Linked DNA regions of Mus musculus: region 2 is linked to region 1. A link is a contact called in public HiChIP or PLAC-seq data. All regions are on one chromosome and are shown on one strand. Each heading gives the region's core, a stretch centred on a gene start, on an enhancer-like site or on the middle of the called end of the contact. The rest is flanking DNA. Distances are from core to core; before and after follow the strand shown.

Region 1 (5,803 bases), core at 1,842-4,341:
CCCTGTTATTCTTCGTAACTTCTATTCAGTGTCACGGGGTCCTTAGTTGTGCACAGCATCATAACATATCTTCCAATCTTTTTTATGTTTTAATTTTCTATACTCAGTTCTATTAGCTGTTGAAGATTTGACATTCATATAGTTTCGGGAGTTACACCCAATGTAATGTTAACAACGTCCCTTCTTGTTTTAAGAAGTGTTCTGTTTTTCTAGCTTATGCTTCATCTGTTTAAAATATGCCACAGAATTTTCTTGTCTACAATAGTTTTTAATAGCAATTGGTTTGTGTCTTTCTAACTTGCTTCTGCAAAGTTAATAACGAACATCCTCCTTTTAAATATCCTCTCTCTGTTGTGCCTTTGAACACAAGCCAATCTTCCCCCACACCCTTTATTACCAAAAAATTTCATCCACTGTGCCAGGGGACTCATCTAGAATTGACTGGCCAGTCACAAAGGACTCTGCAGAGTCTTTGCCTTAAAAACCACGTCATGGTCCACCAACACAATGTGGTAAGGCAGAGTAAAAAGAAGGCAAGAGAAAAACAGGAAATTATACTCTCACAGGAAATTGTAGTAATAAAGCTGAAAAGCCAAGGAAGTAACTGGCCCGCAAGTCATAAAATCCTAATCATGTGGCAGGGACAAATTGAAGCTCAGTCGCCTGCAGAGCTTCACATTGTTCTTCCAGTCATTACTCACTTCTAAATTCGAGCCTTTGTGACTTCAAAGTCATAGGATCATTTCACAGTTGGAGTAACTAAGGCAAAAAGAAATTAGGTAGCATACTTCAAGTTTCACCTTAAAGACTGCCTAGGACATGGGTCTCCTGACTTGGATCAGCAAAGACATTTCCCCAGTAATTGAAATTTCTTGGGATCAGTTTGCCAGGCCTTGTTTGCTTCACATTTTAATGTAATAAATTCTCCTCACAAAACCTTTCAAAAAAACAGTATGTCTTTTATTTATGGAGATTATAAGATAATTGCATCATTTCCCCCTTCCCTTTTCTCATCCAAACTCTCCCATATACCTCCTGTTGGGCTGTCTCAAATTCGTGGACATGTGGCCATTTTTGCAGATGAAGATCTAAAAATTGGAATTTTACTGTGAAAGTACCCACCTTACTCCACAAAGCAGGCTTGCATGCATGAAATAACTTTATTGTTTGAGTGTTAATATATCAGCGGCCTGAGAGGGGCAGGAAGAAGAACATGTTCTTTTTCAAGGAGAGTAGTTGCCTGGTAGTTGCCATAGAAACTGGAAACCGATGTACAGATATCCTGCTAGAAAATTTCCACATATTGAAGATGTCTTGCTGTCTGATCGATAGCTAAGAGAGTTTGATTAGCTTCATTAATTAAAGCAGAGGTACCTACAATGGAGAGAATGTGTCTTAGCTAATATGCAAATCTGTTTCTTGGGGTCTGAGAAAAATATCATGTAAGTGTTTTTAATGAAGCATAATGTACACAAGTGCACATATCATAAGCATAGAGCTTAATGAGATGCCTCATAGTGGATGCGGCTGTGCCTCTGATTCAATAGTAATAATATCAAAAATGTTAGTAACATTCTAGAAGCAATTTGTGTGCTCCCTTCTAGCCAGTGCTCTTCCAAAGAGGCTCCTAGCACTGTGTGTGTGTTACTTCACTGTTTGGAGGCTCTAGAGCAAGGGAGCATGCAGCATGCAGGTGTGTGTGTGTGTGTGTGTGTGTGTGTGTGTGTGTGTGTGTGTGGTTTGTTTTTTGTCTTAAGTCAGTTTTCTTACATTCAACATTACACCTGTGTGTAACATGACTAGGGTTTTTTTTTCCTGTACTTTTTAATTTTTATTTATTTATTTATTTATTTATTTATTTTATTTATTTATTTTGGTTTTTCAAGACAGGGTTTCTCTGTATAGCCCTGGCTGTCCTGGAGCTCACTTTGTAGACCAGGCTGGCCTCGAACTCAGAAATCCGCCTGCCTCTGCCTCCTGAGTGCTGGGATTAAAGGCGTGCGCCACCACGCCTGGCCTAATTTTTATTTTTAAAAGTATTTTTTTGTCTATAACATGTATTTTAGTGCTTGGTGCCTATAAGCAAACCGAGTATGCTTCCAAGTTTAAATGATTCTAAGATTAAGGAATGACAGCACTTATTTGAATTTCTTGACATTGGCTCACGCCTTTAATCCCAGCACTTGGGAGGCAGCGGCAGGCAGATTTCTGAGTTAATCTCATCTCATTAATCCCAGCCTGGTCTACAAAGTGAGTTCCAGGACAGCCAAGGCTACACAGAGAAACCCTGTCTCGAGAACCAAAACAAAAAACAAAAACAAAACAAAACATAAAACAAAACAAAACAAAATTTCTTGACTTGAAACCCAAGCTGAATTTATGAGTTCAGAGAGAACCAATTGTTCATAGCCATAAACTATAGTGACGCCAGCTAGAGATTGCTTATGTATTGTTGAATACCCACTATGCATGAATCTTTGAAGGTATTCTGATAGTTATGAAGGCAAGTAAAGGAGGAGGAGGAGGAGGAGGAGGAGGAGGAGGAGGGGTGGCAGTGGCTCATATTCTCAAGGAGTCTATCAGTCTTATCGGGGAAACAGAGCACTAAACTCAAATGATTATTCCAGGCAAAATTAAGAATCTACAAAACAGAAACAGCTGAGAAGATGCAGGCGCATCGATAAAGCATGACCCATCTCCCAGAAACCTATAAAAGTCCCATTGAGATAAACTTTGAGCTTCCTCTAACCTTCCAGCTTCTAAGATTTCATTAAAATTCTCTGTACAAAAGTAGGATCTTTATTCCCACTGGCTAGCCATTAGAGTTTATGGCTGTTCAGCGTATCCAGCACTTAGTCAAGAGGGGGCAGCATTCATCCTTTTTCTGAAACGAGTAGAACTCTGGCTGCCTGTCTTTCTAGGAAAAGAATACTTTAATCAGATAGAATTTCAGAGCATGCATATATTTTATGCCCCTGTTTTAATTGTTTGTTTATAGAGATGGTAACTGATGTGTACAGCTATGTTACTGAGACCAACAAATGAGTCCTGTTTAAGTAAGTGGAGCTGTGTCAGTGCCCAGAGATCCCCTTTCTCTGCCTTTGTCCCTTTCCTGGGCGTGGCAGCCTTGCTCAGACTCAGATTGCAAAAGGGCGGTGGCTGAAATGAACAAAAGAATTCAGACTTCTACTTTTCCCCAAAGAAAAGGCCAGCCAAGGGGAAGCCCCGGGAAAAAAAGGACTGTGTGTCTCCCATTGTTCTAACTATCTGATGCTTTCTTTCTTTTTCTTTCTTCTGAATGTTTGTTTACCTTAAACCTGTATTTGTAAGCATTGTTATTATAATAAAGGTAACTAAATAATCCCACTGGGGATTAGTGGCTGCCTTCTGTTTTAGGGGTGGTCTCCTTATCAACCAAGTAACCCTTAGAGCCCTTAGAGTTAAAGCAATGCATAGTGCCTGGTAGTTCTTTTCCAGCAGAAGCAGGGGCAGGGGCGTGGTAGTGAAAACTGAGAGAGGTTTAGCTGAAGCTATCAGACCACGTGTCTCTCTGACCTCCAACTGCCAGACCTCCAGATAACCAACTCCCTTTTGTTAGTGAGCCACTTTGATTTTAATGAGAGACATATAACCCCTCCCATGTTTTACGTGATTGACTTTGAGAAAATCAATGTTGATGGCCAAAAACGCCAAATTAACATCAGAGTAGATTTCCTTATACTGTATACAGCCTTAAATAGCCCTCTGAATGACATTTTGTTTTTTATTTAAGGAGTAGACCTTAGCCAAATGTCCTTGAATGATAAAAGAGAGTTGGCCCTCCCCATAATTAGCTTTTGTAAATATCAAGTCAAGGGTCAGAGCAAAGGTCATCTGATTTCTTTCTTTTGTGTAGAACAAGGGGCTTTAGTGACCATGACTGATTTTAGATCCAGCAAAGAATGAGGTCATTGCTTTTTACACAGACTGCATTGGATGAATCACAGAAACCATGGCAGTAACGTGAATACCAAATAATAACTGATAATTTGCGTACCAGTTACAAATACGCCTAATCTTAGATCTAGTAAAATGCTTTACTCTGTCAAGGAAATGAGGCTGCGGGATCAGCTCCTGAAAGGATTGCCAGTGACCTCATGCAGCTGTGATGTGAAGCTACAAAGCACTTGTCACATGCCACAGCTGAGGTCAGAAGTAGATCCTATCCAGGGACTTCACAGAGGGCGATAAAAAAAAAACCTCCGACTTTTAACTCTTTCAGCACTAGTCACGTAAACGCTACAATATATAAAATTTCAAGCTCATTTGAGAAATAAGACAAAAAATATTTTCATTTCTTTTGAAATTAAGCATCAGGGTTTGGAAACCACTTCTACTTAAACCAAACAGTGATTTCAAATGTGTTCATCAAGTGATGCTTTAGACTTTCCTTTTTAGAAAAAAAAAAAAAAAAAAGAAATAAAAAGGAAAAGACAGAACTGCTCCTCGATATGGGGGAGGAGGGATGTCATTGTAGATGAAAGGGGGAGCTTAGCCAGACTCAGAGACATCTGGGAGAATCCCGAGTGGACATGACCCTGAGCCATCGGAGTATGGGAGGGAGGAGAAGGGAGAGGAGAGAGAGGGAACCAGTTGCAGCAACCTATAGGGCAAAGATACAAAAAGTGTGGGTAACCAAAATGGCTGGATCATATAGGGGGGAGCAATCCAGCCCCCTGGGCTAGAGAGTTCAGGGTAGGGGGCAGAGATGCAAACGAGGAAGAACTTGTAGCAGGTAGGGGCTGAAGAACGCTGGGAGAACATGGATGCCACATTTGCTTTGATATGTTAAATAGGCACTTCAGCCATTTGTCCCAGAATTTGAAATTTAATATAAACCATCCTATCTTGGGATGGTAAGGTCTGAAAAATCTCTCCAGGATGTAAACACTGTGGTTGTAAAATGAGGACAATATCAGGCGAGCTGGTACAGCTGGGCAACCCTCCCTGGACAAGGTCTTGGAGGTCATTTAATCTAACTGCCTTATTTCACAATGAGGAAAACTTTGGCCTATGCATATTATAAGATATATGTGGAATTAGTTTTCTTCCTAGTTATTTACAATGTGTTTTCCTAGGTTCTCAGGAAACATAATAAACTTAGACCAGTAGATCATTGCAAGAGTGATAAGAATGGGAGATAGGGAATTTTAGGGAGTGGGACCCTGAAGGCAGTATCTCCATTCTTGTCCTCAGCCAGAAGCTAGATTTGTCCTCTTATGCTGGCTAGAGGCCAGGAATGCCAGAAGGAATCTCTGGTTTCTTGTTATCTCTCTCTTCTCCGCAATGCATCACTCCTGCCTGGAAGCTTTACTGAGTAAGGCCAAACCCCAGTATTGGCGCTAGTCCCTTCTGGTGAGTAATTTTGGAGCTGGGTCTCCGGATTTCAATAGTGGAAATAGCTACATCTACTCCCCAGTATAACCCATCTCTTAAATGATTCCTGAGCCTTAACTTTTGAGAGGGTAATGCTAGATAGCCAGATAGGAATTATTGGAGGGCACTGAGGATAGATTCCTCTCTTGTAGTTATTTTTGGACCCATCCCTCATTTCTCTCCCAATTACATTAGAAGCAGAAATTGTCCTCCACCCCAAGCACCCTGATCAAAACAAGGAGGATCACCTTGGACCCTGGGTGGAGGCGCAGTGATCTGGTGCAAACTATTGGACCTGGTATCTGCTATTGACTCCTCTTTCAAGAGTTGAGTCTACGAGACTCGAGCCCCGGGCTACCTTGCCAGCAGAGTCTTGCCCAACACCCGC
Region 2 (5,803 bases), core at 1,649-4,148, 93 kb before region 1:
TTCCATCCCAAGTATCCAGAACTGCTGGTGATGTTGCCATGACTATTTCAGAAAATAAAACTTCCCTTCCATATCTGAAATAATTTAAAATTCATTTATGTTGTAAATCATTTACAGGAATTTAGTTGTAGCTTTTATTGCTCTTTTAAATGGCCTAGTTATTCAGTCTAGGCTTTTATCTGGGAAGCTTAGTTTGTCTCAAAAGTCTTCTGAAAATCTGCAGAAATGACACAAAAACAACTCACTTGAAAAGGCTTTGCTCTTCTATCTTTTTCCTTTATCAATCAGTCAAAGTCATACAGGCAAACAGGAGTACGCTATATGTCCCAAAGCCTTGCCACCTAACTAGGTGTCAGAGTCAACACCATATCTAACCGATCTAAACACCCACCCCCAGCATTGCCCTCAAGTAAAAAACATACTCTTTGCCTCATTACCTAGTCAATAAACTCAGGATCTTGGTATAGTGAGAATCCCAAAATGCTGGCCTACCTAGGCAGACAAACAAAGACAGCTTCCAGAACATGGATAAAATTTAATCATTTTTAAGCTTTTTTTTCTAACCTAATAAACACTAGAAGGTCATCAGGAAAAGGCATTATTGCTCTGGAGCCTGGTGGGGGTATACCTGTCAACCTGCTCTTCATAGCTGAAATGCTTGTACTTCTGTCATCTAAGACCTGAATCAAAGCCCCAATGCCTGATTGCCTCACTCTCTGGGCAGCTCAGAGACTTCCAGAAAACTCCAATTTCTTCTCCTCACAGGTTTATTTCAGCACCGTTTGACCTCAGACACAAAGTTCTGCAAATGGAATTCAATGGAATTCAGAACCCCAATCTTAGGCTTTTACACTAGAGCAACTGAACAGAACCATCTGTGGTTCTTCAACAATTCTAAAACCAAGTTTCTTGGGAGGATTCAAGAGATGCTGGAGTACCACCATGTCCTACCTGCGTGGGCACTCTGACGATTTATTAGGAATTCTAACGAGCAAGGATCTGAGAGAATAAGCGAGTTGTTTGTTGGTTTGTTTCATCTACTTTCCCTAGAAGTCAAGTCAAACCTAACTGTAACGCAAAAATACAAAACGTAGTCAGATCCTGACATAGTCATTTGTGGAGAGGGTCAGAGGGTTGGGGTCTATTCCCACAATATAGAAAAATGTCCTTGAGACAAGAAGCTAAACCAGGAATCCCAGTAAATCCTGTGAGAGCGTTAACTAGCCATTGATTCCTTGAATTGAGAGCTCACACTATTTTTCCATAAACTAGTATTTGGATGTTCTAAGTTTTTCAATGGCAACAAGTTGCAGCAGTAACTTGGAACACTGTTCACTTGAAATCACTGTATACGCTGAAATTTTTTATAGCAGAAAATACCAAAGTGAGAAAAGTCCACTTTAGTAACATTCTGGTGTGTGTGTGTGTGTGTGTGTGTGTGTGTGTGTGTGTTTAAAAAATAGTAAATTTCACTGTCTAAAAAGGTAACATGTTCAACTTAAATCTGGGCCAATGATTCTGAGGACTATACCATCAGGTGCAGGCTTCCAAATGTTTTCCCATGCCATTCAGATTTCTGCTGGAGAACTGTCTTGCTTCTTCAGACCTGATTTGACCCGGTTCGGAGTAAGAGATCATCAGATTACCGAGCTAGGTAGCGTAGCTGTACGCCATATTGTGTTTTTCGCTAATGTTTATAGTCTGTGTGTGTGCCTAGCATATGCTTGTGCAAGTGTGTTTATCAATACAACTTTTACGAAATCCCTGCCTCCTGCCTCTTCTGCATCCTTAGGAAGGGGAGGGGCTGAAGGGGGACACTGAGAGCCCCCCACACAGGGAAAAGCATTAAAACAATTAGAGGACCACATTTGAATGAACTTCAAAACCATACTCCTGTATTTGGGGATGGGGTAGGTTTTGTTATTTTGTTTTGTTTTGTTTTATGTCTCAAGGTATGAGAGAGCGTTAACTTTTTTTTTTTTTTTTAATGTTTCGGAAGGGGCCCAAAGGCTAAAGAGAGGAGGACAGGGTTCAATCCTTGCCAAGCCCCCCTGTCTACGGGTGAGAGCAAGGCAGGCTGGGCTACGCGCCCAAGCCCGGGTTCTCCGAAGCCAGTTCTCTGCGCGGGAGGAAAGCGACTGGGAGGGCGGAGGGAGGGAGAGGAGAGGGGCGGGAGCCGGCGCCGCCAACAGCTCCGGAGCCCCGGCCGGTGCCCCTCAGCTCCTCTTCTGGGAAGCCGCGACTCCAGAAGCGGGGAGGAGAGACTAGACGCAGTGGCAACGACCGGACGCCCCGCCCGGGCCAGCGGCGGACCCTCCCCGCAGGGTCGCGCGAGGCCGCCGGGCGGGCGCGAGGAGGGGCGGCGGGAGGGCGCGCGGGGCGGGGCGGGGCAGAAGCCCCGGGCTGCGGCTCGGAACTCGCGCCACGGCCCCACCCCGCCCCCTCCTCGGCGGCCCGTCACCCCCGACTCCCCGCGACTCGTAGACGCCCGGCCGCGCTCCGCACGCACACACCCCTCCCTCCCGCCCGCCCCACAACAAATTAGAGTTTTTGGCGTTACCTCCTCGCGCTCTTTAATCTTCTTTCCTCAACTCCTAAACTTCCCCCCGCCCCTACTTCTTCGGCAGAAGGCCCACATTGGGCGCCCGAAGCCGCGAACCTCTACCTTGTCCTACTATTGGGCGGCTCGCATGCCACTCGCTGCTTCAGCTGACCAATAGCGTTTGGACAGCCCTCGTGAGGTTGCCGCCCATAAACAAAATGCACTCTTCCTCCTCCCCTCCGCGGCTCCTCCCCTAACTGCCCCTTCTCTCATCTCTGTCATCTTTGATTGGCCTAGGAGACACCCAATCCGCTATCTCAAGCATCAACTGGTGAGCGGAAACTTCACTCAGAGCAGTTTTAACAGTCTATTGGTCAATGTTCTCAACTCTTCCCGCCCACCAGCGCCCTGTGTAGAGAGGCCAGCTGTCTCTGGTTATTCAGTGATCCAAGAGCTGGGAAACTATTGGTCGACAGAGGCCGTCAGACCGGACTGTAGTGATCGGTGATTGGTCAGTATAGGCACGATCAAGTTTGGTTGTTTACTCCTCCACTTCCCCACCCTCCTTTTCATCCACGTCCCCGCCCCCTCCTGACTGCTTTTACTTTCTACGCATTTCTATTTCCTCCTTTATTTATTTATTTGTGATAAACTTAAATGACCCGAGGATAGAGGCGGGACTCCAAGAGGGGCTAGAGGATGACGGGCGGCGGCCCGGGGCCAATTGTCGCGGGGACTGCGGGGTGAGGGGCAGCGGCGGCGGCCAGTGAGAAGCAGGTGTCTGCCGCGCGCCGCCTATGGAGCCGGGATGCCCCAGCGGAGGCGGCGGTTACCCGCTGTCTGGCTCGCCCAGAGGGGGAGGGGAGGGAAGGGGTTCAGTGCAGGGAGGAGGGGTGTCGTGGTCACGGGCAGTGGATGTCCTAGCGAGCAGGATCCTGGCGGTGGGAGGGACCGCTGGGCGGGAGGCGACCTGAGGCCCAGGGAGACAGAGAGGCGGGAGCAGTTTTAGGACTCCCAGGGAATGTGTTTCTACAGAAAAATACCGTGTAAAACCGTCTGCAGAGAGCCGCCCTTAATATCAATGAGGATTTATTATCCTACCGGAAAAAGCAGATTATGTTTCTTATTACTAAACGCCTGAAGTACTGACGACCCAACTGAAGCCCACAAAATTCAATATCCTGGGAGCTAGAAGGAATAAAGCAACACGGAAAATTAAATGCAGTTCAGATGCTTCAATAAAACCTTCATCTTCATCCATTTGTCACTCAGCATAGTACTCCCCAGAGCCAAATTCTAACAAATACTGGTCAGGCAAGGGCGGGGTGGAGGAGGAAGGGGGTGAGGCCTGAGGCCAGCAGGAAGCCAAGGATAGATTCCTGAAAAGAATTCCTTAAAAGGACTAAGATGGAAAAAAGAATGGCTTTTCACTCTACAAAGAAAAAGAATTCCTGCCAAAATAAGAACTAATACTTTTTAAGGAGCTTAATTTGTCACGAAAGGGATTTGTCAGAAACACCAACCATACAAAGAAACTGTATTTGTAGTATTGGTTATTAATACAGAAAATAATCTTATAGATTATAGACTTGAAAAATAGATTCTGGTAGACTTGAAGTAAGTTTAAGCCTGGATTTCACGTAGGTTTCCTTGACACACACTAAATACTTTGAACACCAAATGTTTGCTTTGACTAAGTAGAAGTCTGGCAGACCATAAGCAAAACAAAATTAGCCCTGACTTAAAAAAAAAAAATAGCACAAGGCCTTGACTTCATTAGTACATTAGGGCCTTTCTGAAGATTATGGGTGTGGCTATCAGAATCTAGAAATTGCTTAAAATATAAGAGAACTGAAGGATGTTCAAAGTAAAAAGTGCTACCGAGTGTGGATTTAAATTTGTGTATAAACTCTAAGTAAAAGTTTTACAGGAAATAGTCTGTGCAGAACAATCAGCTTCACGTGAGAAAATTAAGTAAAATTTAACAAAAGTGGGCAACTACTTAACCCCATAACTTTAAGAAGAAATGACTACTTCAAATTCTTATCATTTCTCATAAATTTTTAAAGATACTTTGCAGTGTTTTGTAAATGTGAGGATTATGATGAGGAATCATAAGGGCAACTATGTAAAATATATAACAGTGACAAGGTGAGGCCTTGGGTGTTACTACCTGTATTTTTTACTGTCCAATTCTGCTGTTAAAAGGCGTTGAGCTCTAAGGAATATCTCAGTGTTCATGTTTACATTGCATGGCTACCCTGACTACTGTGGGTTTTTGTTTCTCCCAGACAGAGACACCCCAGACATGTATTAAGAATGCCCTAATTGTGGGGCATGAGATATTTGCTCCTTACCATTTAAGAGAACTGGAGAGTGCCTGTTGGTGAGCTGGTGCGGCAGTTCAGTGGGTGAAGGGGATGATGCCAGGCCTGGTGATCTGAGTTTGATTCCCCATAACCCACCTGGTAGAAGGGAAGGACCAACTGCCCCAAGTTTTCCTCTAACCTCTAAACTTGCATCATGTACCTACACAAACACAAAATTAAATGAATGAATAAACATTTTTAAATTGTGTCCAAAAAGGTTAAGAAATTAAAGAAAAAAAAAGTTGATCAAAAATAAAAGATTAGCAGTTGCCTAGAAAAGGTTTATAAAAATGTCTTTTAGTCATCGAATCACAATCTGTTTGCCTCTTTCCAGTAGTCTATTTCTTCATTCACTCAACAAGCATAAGTATATATTCTTCACACTAATTAAAAATTTTAAATGGAGACAAAAATACCAAAACTAAGACTGGATTTGGCTTTTTTTTTTTTTCCTCCAGAGTTCTCTGCTTCTTAAAGAAAAGAAACAAATTACTCTGCTGTGCATGTTTGCATCATTTACGACGTGGGAGTATATAAAACACCACCTTCCAAAGGAATTAGAAAAATCGGAATACACTGAAATTATCACTATGTTGAATGAAAAAATAAATCAGTTACTACTCTCATGGGACTTAGATTCTATGAGGGCACTACATAGCTGCAGCATAATATATGAGGTCATATATAACATAACTATATACCATGTAGCATAATTAACGGCACCACTAGGTGAAGTAGAGAAAGTCTGAGTGATGTGATATATAAAATCCTGTAGTATATCAGAAAATATAAAATATTTACATCTGAGAGACAATTGAGAAAACCTCAGTGACCAGTAAGTATTCAAAAGAAGCCCACAGGAGAAAGCAATAAATGTCCAGCATAGCGAAAG

The links. HiChIP or PLAC-seq counts read pairs in DNA pulled down with a chosen protein or histone mark.
Region 2: an H3K27ac HiChIP or PLAC-seq map of embryonic stem cells shows a contact between it and region 1, with 23 read pairs. The contact joins the promoter of 4932412D23Rik here to the enhancer-like site in region 1. A contact is called at or near these places in 1 of 39 promoter capture datasets (the 3T3-L1 cell line), 1 of 15 datasets of contacts at CTCF or cohesin (large pre-B cells), 19 of 484 Hi-C or Micro-C datasets (the C10 cell line, the C2C12 cell line, embryonic stem cells and 6 more) and 11 of 115 datasets of contacts at active chromatin or transcription factors (embryonic brain, embryonic stem cells, extraembryonic endoderm stem cells and 3 more).

What each region holds. Positions count from the first base shown.
Region 1 is chr16:42,779,674-42,785,476 of GRCm38.p6, reverse strand. All of the region lies in intron 1 of 4932412D23Rik (RIKEN cDNA 4932412D23 gene), which reads left to right. Among named protein-coding and RNA genes, the nearest start is that of 4932412D23Rik, 93 kb to the left of the region's middle. Within about 2 kb of position 3,091, at least 134 of the 459 cell types and tissues checked have an H3K27ac peak or open chromatin away from gene starts, as enhancers often do. A contact at or near this core is called in the C2C12 cell line, embryonic stem cells, extraembryonic endoderm stem cells and 5 more, where this site is marked.
Region 2 is chr16:42,872,682-42,878,484 of GRCm38.p6, reverse strand. It overlaps 4932412D23Rik (RIKEN cDNA 4932412D23 gene), which reads left to right and starts at 2,898. Exons shown (of 4, transcript NR_040521.1): 1 at 2,898-3,053. It also overlaps a transcript of Zbtb20 not described here.